2 separate regions of the Anas platyrhynchos genome follow, and region 1 is linked to region 2. A link is a contact called in public Hi-C data. All regions are on one chromosome and are shown on one strand. Each heading gives the region's core, a stretch centred on a gene start, on an enhancer-like site or on the middle of the called end of the contact. The rest is flanking DNA. Distances are from core to core; before and after follow the strand shown. Region 1 overlaps SCARB1 (scavenger receptor class B member 1). Region 2 overlaps NCOR2 (nuclear receptor corepressor 2).

Region 1 (3,758 bases), core at 74-2,573, 180 kb after region 2:
CAAACCAGGGCAGATCACATAGATAGTCTGGAGAGAGGGGTGTCCAGGCTGGATCGCTACCCTGCGTGCAGGAGGGATGCTAGTTTAAGCCACACAGGCATGGCCAGGACCCGAGTGTTGCACCACAGTGTGACACAGCAGAGATCCCTGTCCAAAACAGGATTAAAACCAAGCAGCATGGGAGCACAGGCAAACCCCGCAGTGCCCAGCCATGGAGAAGCAACACAGGCTCTGCTCCAAACCCCCACGAGCAGTTTGTCTTCCCTCCAGATACTTCCCACCTGGACAGAGCTGTTCGTTGTGGCTCAGTGTAAAACAAACCAGGTTCCACAAAGCCCTTAATCCCCTCCTGGCACCTCCTACCTGGGCTTTGGGATCCTCAGTCCCACACAGACAGCTGCATACACATAAAGCTCAGACCCATATAGTGGCTGTGGGTTTCCCCATAGCACACTCCTGCATCGCAACACCACCCCATAATTATAACTGCATTACCTACATACTTTAAAACAATAAAAAACACAGACAGGAGAGCAGCACCCAGGTTGCAACTGTGCCCCAAAGACAACCATTGCACTTTCCAAGGCCAGGTGCCCAGGGAAGCACCCAGCTCCCCAGTCCAGCAGTGAGGCTGGTGCCTGGGTGGCTCAGGAGGGTGCTGGGGAGGCAGCAGCTGGGCTGGATCATGGGGTACCACCACTCTGCCCCACGAGAAACACACAATACACACACATATAGGAGCTTTAGGGAAGCTTAATATGAGCCTTGCAGGTTACCTGGAGCCTGGCTACCCTCCCAGACAGACAAAAAGCAGGAGGAAGCACCCGAGGGCACAGAGGCAGCCCTGGGGCTCTTGCCATCACTTACCACCCTTCATCGCTGGAGGAGTTTATCCCTGCTGCGAGTCCTGCACCCAGGAGACCAGAGCCACAGCCTGTGCAGGAGCAAATCTGGATGTAAAGGGTGGAAGTGGAGCAATCACACCACCTGGGCCAAAACAACAATTTGTTCCCAAACCAGGCCTTAACACCCTGCACCTGCTGAGCTTGAACCCAGCAGGACCAGGTGGGCACCTGGCAGCCCTATGGGCACAGGTGGGGGTAATGTGGGGGCTGCTCCTTGCTGGGGGGGGTCCCACAAAAGTCTGAGCCCCCCCAGCTCTGGGGTGCCAGGGGAGGTGGGATGGGGCAGCCTCTTGGGGCTGTGGGCATGGAGAGGAGCTGGCTGTGGCGATCCCTGGGGCTAACAGCAAGGCGGGGGGGGGCCCGCAGCCTGCTGGCAGCAGGGCAGGGAGCGCACAGCCATGGCCTCCACAGGCCGCACAGCCTCCGGGCCGGGGCCTCCGCGGCACCACAGCTCCCCCCGGCGGCCTCAGAGCGGCTCAGCAGGGCCCCGACCCCCCCAAATTTCCCCCCGGGGGCAGCCTGGCACCCCCAGACACCCCCCCAGCACCCTACGAGCCCCCCCAGCACCCTATGAGCCCCCCCCCAGCACCCTACGAGCCCATCCCCAGCACGCCCGGGCTGCAAAGGGCCGGAAGGTGCCCCCCCACGGAATCCATCTTGACAAAAAACTCTTGCAATTTTTTTATTTTTTTCCAGTATTTTATTGGTCTTACCTGCACAACAGCAGCGAGCGCTGGTCGCTCGGTGTCAGTCATGGCTTGCTGAGGTGGCAGGCTGAGAGCCACAGGTTGCAGGTGGATAATTTTGGTTTCAAGACTCAGAAATAGTCCAGCAGTGCAGGCCATAAGACTTGGCTAGTCCCGTCCTGCCTGTGAGACGTGGTTTGGGCATCTAGCTCAGCCTGTGGACCAAGTTCTGGGTTGCTGGGATCCCCCTCTATCACCTGGGCTATACCACAATTATTGCCATGGTAAATCAGGCTCAGCCCAGCTGCAGAGCTGGGAACACGGCCAGTAAGGAACACAGCAGCTCAGGAGATGGTGGTGGTTTCATCGCCTGTTCTCTTTCTGCCCAGTAAGAGGGACGGAGGTGTAAGAGGAAAAGTATTGTTTACCTCCCTAGGAGGTCACAGGGCTGTCTAGACAATTGCAGTGGTTTCCAATTCACGGTAGCATCCATGCCACATGATGTGTAAGACGTTCTCTGGTACAAGAGAGACCAGGGACTGCCCCACTGACTTCTTTCCTTGCCATAGGCACCAGCATTGTCCTCTTTGGCTTTCCCAAGGTAGTTAACCAAGAGCAGCCCTGGGCTTTGAGCTTCTTTCCCACCAGAGGGTGACCCCATCCCCAGCTAACATCCAGCCCCAGATCCCGCAAGACCTCATTTCAGAAATCTGGAATAGTTTTGCCAAATCCCACTAAGGCGATTGTTACTTTCATTATTGCACATGACTTCCTCCACCTCAAAAGCAGAAGTATTTTCCTTAACACTTGAGGAGAGGCACGGCTTCTGCCTGCTCCCCACCCACATGCTGGTGGCGGGGGCAGAGCGAGGCGATGGCCTCACTGCACCGATGGTGCATGGCCAGGACGAGCTGACACTGCAGGGCTGAGCACACAGCACAGAAAACTGGTCTGGCAGGAGCGATGTGGTGGGTTTGATATGCCAAAGAGCTTTTTGGCAAGGCTCATCTCGCTGTCACCTGAAGCATGGAGAGAGCCAGCAGGCCAGAATAAAAAGGCTCTGGACTTGAATCACTGGAGCTGAAGGTCATGGCACAGGATAGGGGCTTTAAAAATCACCACTGTGCTCTCCAACACAAGCAAAGGCAAAAGCAACCCTGGGCAGGCTCCAGGTACCCTGGAAAGCCTTTAGGAGAGATATGGCTGCTGTGACAGCACCCAGAATTGATTTATAGTGTAGCCTGGTCACATCAAGTGGCAATAAAACCATAAGTGGCTTCGGGACAGCAAGCCCCATTTGTGTGAGATGAACAGTGGCTTTAAAAAAGATCACTAAATCCCACCAGCGCTATGTATACAAACCTTGTTTATTCTAAAGGCTCCCATTAAAGTGCCTTTTATTCCTGGCAATAGGCAGTTTTAAATTGCAAAACAACAGATCAGCCAGCAGCAGCCTCCAGTCCTGCCTGCCCTCAGGGACAGGGGGACTGCGGTGAGCGCGGGCCCCTTTTGGCCAAGGGCTCTCGAACACTGTGTTTCGGGGGGCTGGACGAGGACATTCCTCACTGTGTGCCCAGCGCAGGAGCACTGGTGCAGAGGCACAGGCCCATGGCTTTGCCAAGCAGTGCAGGGTCTCTGCGGAGCTGCCCAGGACAATGTCACCTTCCAGAGACCCCTGGGGATCCAAAGTGGTTCTCGCCCCGCACGCCTCAGCGGGAAGCATGCCGGGGCCGGCAGCTCAGGCTTCGGCGGCGTCCTGGCACGACGTGCTGGTGTCTTGCAGGAGCGGTGTTGTCTCGGAGAACTGGGGCGGCGTGCTTGGCGTGGTGGGGTCGCACAGGCTCTTCTCGTCGGTGGGTCTCTGGGAGGAGAGAGAGCAGCAGTCACAACCCCACAGCAGTGCCGCAGTCAGACCCTACAGCACGTGCATCACCCACATCCCCACCTAGGGCACTTGCACCCCAAACCCCCTGGACTTCCACATGGCCAAGAACCCTTTTCTGAAGGCATCTCAAATTGAGGATTTTTTTAATCTGTTCTCTTAACAGCATGAAATTATTCCCATTCCTGCCCCCCAATACTTGTAGCACCCCTGAACACCCAGCCTGAAGGGCCATGTCACCAGGTAGAGGGGCTGTGGGGTATGCCAGCAGGCTGCACAGCACCA
Region 2 (4,190 bases), core at 1,619-4,118:
GGCTGGTATCTCCAAGCTCCCTGGGGTCTCCCTTCACCTCCTGGGGGAGCAGCCACCCCAGGCCAGGGAGCAGAAGCTGCTCCTCCAGAGCAGAAATGCCCACAAGGAGGCCGTGGGTGGGATTTGGTCAAGATGCACAAGTTTAACACCTCCTCACCTTGGGCACACAACCGTGAAGTGTCTGCTCGCTGCAACTGCTGAGACCTCGATTTTGTGCCTGGCCCTCAGGCACCCAAACATCCTCTACCGTGCAGCAAGGACACAAGAGGTGGGAGGACAGGACTCACCGATCTCCCCGCACTTCTCTGCAGGCAGCACAATAAAATCCAAACCCCAGGACCTCTGAGACAGGCCCACGGTCAAAAGCAGCAAGCATCTGGAGCCCAGATAGCTCGAGGGCCTTTCCCTGACCTAGATGTGTAAATGCACCCGGCTGGCATCAATAACCAGCTGAAGACAGCTAATTGCAAGGTTTCTGGAAGGAGGAGATGGTGGCTTTTCATTAAAACCTGTGGTTTCCTTCCCATGCTTTTGCAGCATTAATCACCGAGAACATTAACCCCAGGGCTCCCTGCTTCAACCTCACCTTGGTTTTCAACCTCGCCTTGGTTTATCACCGCTACGGCCACGAGGGAGGGAGGGGAGCCCGCGGCAGGGCCGGGACGACCTTCCTACACACCAAGAGGAGAGGACAGCCTGCTGGGGAGGTGCTGGAAGCTGCTCCCACAACACTTCGCGTCCCATCACCAGTTTCACTCCTGCCCTGCGCAGTCACCGTCCCCTCCTGCTTGTGCCCATCTTCCATGCAGTAACGAAGGACAGGAAATCATTTAAATCGCAGGAAAACGTCATCCCAAAACCACAAATATTGGCAAGGGAACGGAGAGTGGGTGAAGTAGCTGGATCTGCTTTTAACTCGTTCTTCCGTGGACGAAGCCAGCCGGCAGCTTGAAATTGCCACCTCCAGTGCCCGGCTGGTGATGGAGAGCTTCAAGAGGAGGGGAGGTCGGGGGACCCTGGCAGATGGTGGCATCCACACGCCACAAGTGCCTGGGGTGGGTCACAGCCTGCAGTGTGAAGGGCACGTCCCTGGGCCAGCACCGACGCTGCACAGAATGGTTTATCAGCCGTCAACTCCCCGAACCAAGAGCCAAACCCAGGTGTGAGAGCAGGGGGCTGCAGGCTCGTGGTGAGCACAGACCCCGCGCCAGGCATCGTCTCTTCTCCCAAGGGTATAATCAGCACTGCTTCGTAATTCACGGCTTGAATCAGTAAAAGCTTGAGGGGGTGGCTCTGATTCCCTTTTTCACATCTCCACAGCTAGCAGAGCACACCTGAGCGCGGCGCACTGCGGGAGGCAGCCGGTGCGCAGGGCACACATCTGCCCACCGCATGCACCAAAATCCTGGGCAGCCCTTGCCCAAGGCTCCTGGCAACATCTGCCGAGCTCCAACTGGGGTAAATGCAGTACCAAAGCCACGTTTGCTGCCTCCTCCTTCCCCCGGTGCTTGGGGACAGCAGCATTTAAACACCGCCAGCGCCTGCCGCGCTCCCCTGAGCCCCGGCAGCAGAGCACAACAGCAGGAGCCCGTTAACTCTTTCCCTGTAATTCCCCTGGCACCAATTAACATACTGCTGAAAAGCAGAAGATTATTAACTTTTGTTAATAGATTATTAAAGATGATTATCAGCAGCTGACCGAGCCCGTACCGAAATAGACTTGCTGCAGGCAGCGCCGAGCAGCCCGCTCACAGCAATCATCGCTTCATTCAAGCCAGATAAAAGTTTCAGATCTGGTTTGCCTATTCAAATTTCCAACAATAATCACAATTATCACTATTCTCATTATCTGTTATATTTCTTCTGTGTTCAGGAAGTCGTTGTGGTTATTAAATGCAAGTTGATGATTAAATCATGTATTGAGGTGATAAGTCATAAATTACATGATTGCTAAGTCTCAGTGAGTATCTCTGAAATAACCAGTTGTTATTAGACATTCAAGAGGTGCTTCAGGAAAATCTAATTGTAATTGCAACTTCTCATTTCACTTCAGCTTCCCCGCATGCAAACACACACGCGCGCATGCTGGCAGCTGATTTCGTACTTCGGCATGCGTGAGACGAGCCGAAAAAAAAAATAAATAAAGCACCACGCAGCTCGTCTCCTTCCCAAACACCCCTGGACACCGGTGTCACCCACACGGCAGAGCCGCCACCAAGCGTGGCACCGGGGAGGGCAGAGCTGCAGCACCATGGGGCTGTGTCCCCCAGCCCCCTGCAGCCAGGGTGAGAGCCCTGCAGGAAAGCTCTGAGAGAGGAGCCAGGATTTGCTCCCACCACCCCCAGGAAAATCAATCGGCACCTTCAGCATCTGTCCCAGCTCCCGGAGATGGGTCGTGCTTCGGGCACCCCGAGTGGCGAGGCAGCAGCTCTGGGAAGGTACGGACGGGGTCTGGGAACGAGCGAGCATCCCCCGCTGCAGCCTAGCACACAACCTGACATTTAGAAGAGCCTTTATTGCCCCGTACTTACATTTTAATGTTTTCATGGTATTGCCTGGTGTCTGAAGGCTGGTTGTATAACGGCTGAAATAAAGAAGAAAAATGAAGGCATAAATGGTACAGCCTGACATTTAGAAACTTAATCCTGGCTGGAACTGCCTCCCGCCACCCCCCCAGCCTCACCAGCCTGGGTGCAAAGGGACAGCAGCACCCGCAGCACCACCCGGCCCCTTCCTTGTCCCCGTGCCCCCCGTGTCCCCTGCCGGAGGGAGCTGGCTGCCGGCAGCGCCGCCGAGTCCCCGCGCATCCCAGCGCAGCCCGTGGGAGGGCAGGCAGCGCCCGAGCTGGAAGCGTTTTTGCTACGTAATGCCTACAAAACACGGCCCGGCGCGGTGCCTGGCTGCTGGGCGCCTCCGAACAGACGACACGGGGGAGGCGAGGGGAAAGGGGGGCCCGGGGAGCGGGCAGAGCCAGCCCGTGCGCTGCGCGTTGTTATGTCTACGCGGCGGCAGCAGCACGCCTGAGCTCCCCGCAGAGCCACCAGCAGGGACAGGAGGCAGGATGAGGCTGAGCCCCTGGGGTTTCCAGCAGTGCAAGGGGTGGGAGAGCAGCTGGGCACGTCCCTGCAGCCCCCTGGCACCCGTGTGGACAGTGGTGATTTGCACAGAGAGGTGTGGGGAGAGCCATCCCCTGCAGCCCATTGCTGCTGCGTCTTGGCACCAGCAGGTCGCCAGCTTCTTTTTTTTGGCTGCCCTTGGATGCGTCCCTCTGTGCTGGGGAGGCACAAGTGATCCCTCGGGTGCAGGGAGAGGTGGGGAGAGGAACCAGCGTGGCCCTGAAGGCACAGTGGGGCATTTGGCACTCTGCACGGCTGCCAGAACAACGCACCCGGACACCGTGCTGGCGATGCACCAGGAGAGGGGACCAGCCCCAGGAGGAGGTGTGTGCCCAGTGGGGTCTCCTCCCCGGGGAGGAAGCAAACAGAGCAAACAGGCTGGCACATGACAAGGTGCGAATCTCCTCTAAGAGAAGGGGAGGCACCCGTGTTTTGGTTTCTGTCTGGGTTAGAAGACTCCTGTGCACACGGGATGTCACCGATGCCCTGATGGTGCTCAGCTCCCCGGAGGCTGCTGAAATATTTCCACTGCTCCTTATCTGGGACACGAGCAGCCACTCACACCCTCAGTTAGGGAACCCGGGTGTTAACGGGCAGCCCCTGCACGCAGCACTTGTGCCATTCAGAAATAAGAGACTGGGACCCAAAGCCAAGTTCCACACAACGAGAGCACCTCGAGGAGATTTCTGACTGCCCAGCACCGGGACTCAGCCCCTGCAGCACAGCGAGCCAGGAGATGAGTTTTACCTACCCCATAACTAAATGCTAAAAAAACTAAATGCTAAAAAGAGGAGCGAGAGGCACCATCCTTCCTTCCTCAGAGCTGTCCGCAACCTGCCCAGAATGACAACTTTCTAAACGAGTAAGCAAAAGCAAACCTGAGGGGTTGGATGGCACGGGGACACGCTCACAACGTGCACGGCACTGCTGCACGGGAAGCAATGTGTACCACGTCCCTCTGGGGATGACATTTAGGAAAAACAAAATCGCCAGGCGAGCTGTGACTGGGAAATCCGTGGATTTACTGAAAGCTCTTTAAAAATAAAACAGAATGGAAGCCCTCGATTGCTTTCT

What was found. Hi-C and Micro-C count contacts between places; a contact is called where the count stands out from the background.
Region 1: a Hi-C map of liver shows a contact between it and region 2, with 2.8 times the contacts expected there. The contact joins two enhancer-like sites. A contact is called at or near these places in 3 of 8 Hi-C or Micro-C datasets (liver, skeletal muscle and subcutaneous adipose tissue).

The regions. Positions count from the first base shown.
Region 1 is chr16:4,063,653-4,067,410 of IASCAAS_PekinDuck_T2T, forward strand. SCARB1 (scavenger receptor class B member 1) reads right to left here. Exons shown (of 13, transcript XM_027469978.3): 13 at 2,941-3,452. Among named protein-coding and RNA genes, the nearest start is that of SCARB1, 19 kb to the right of the region's middle. Within about 2 kb of position 1,324, at least 2 of the 8 cell types and tissues checked have an H3K27ac peak or open chromatin away from gene starts, as enhancers often do.
Region 2 is chr16:3,886,938-3,891,127 of IASCAAS_PekinDuck_T2T, forward strand. NCOR2 (nuclear receptor corepressor 2) reads right to left here. Exons shown (of 47, transcript XM_072024413.1): 8 at 2,532-2,584. Among named protein-coding and RNA genes, the nearest start is that of NCOR2, 120 kb to the right of the region's middle. Within about 2 kb of position 2,869, at least 4 of the 8 cell types and tissues checked have an H3K27ac peak or open chromatin away from gene starts, as enhancers often do.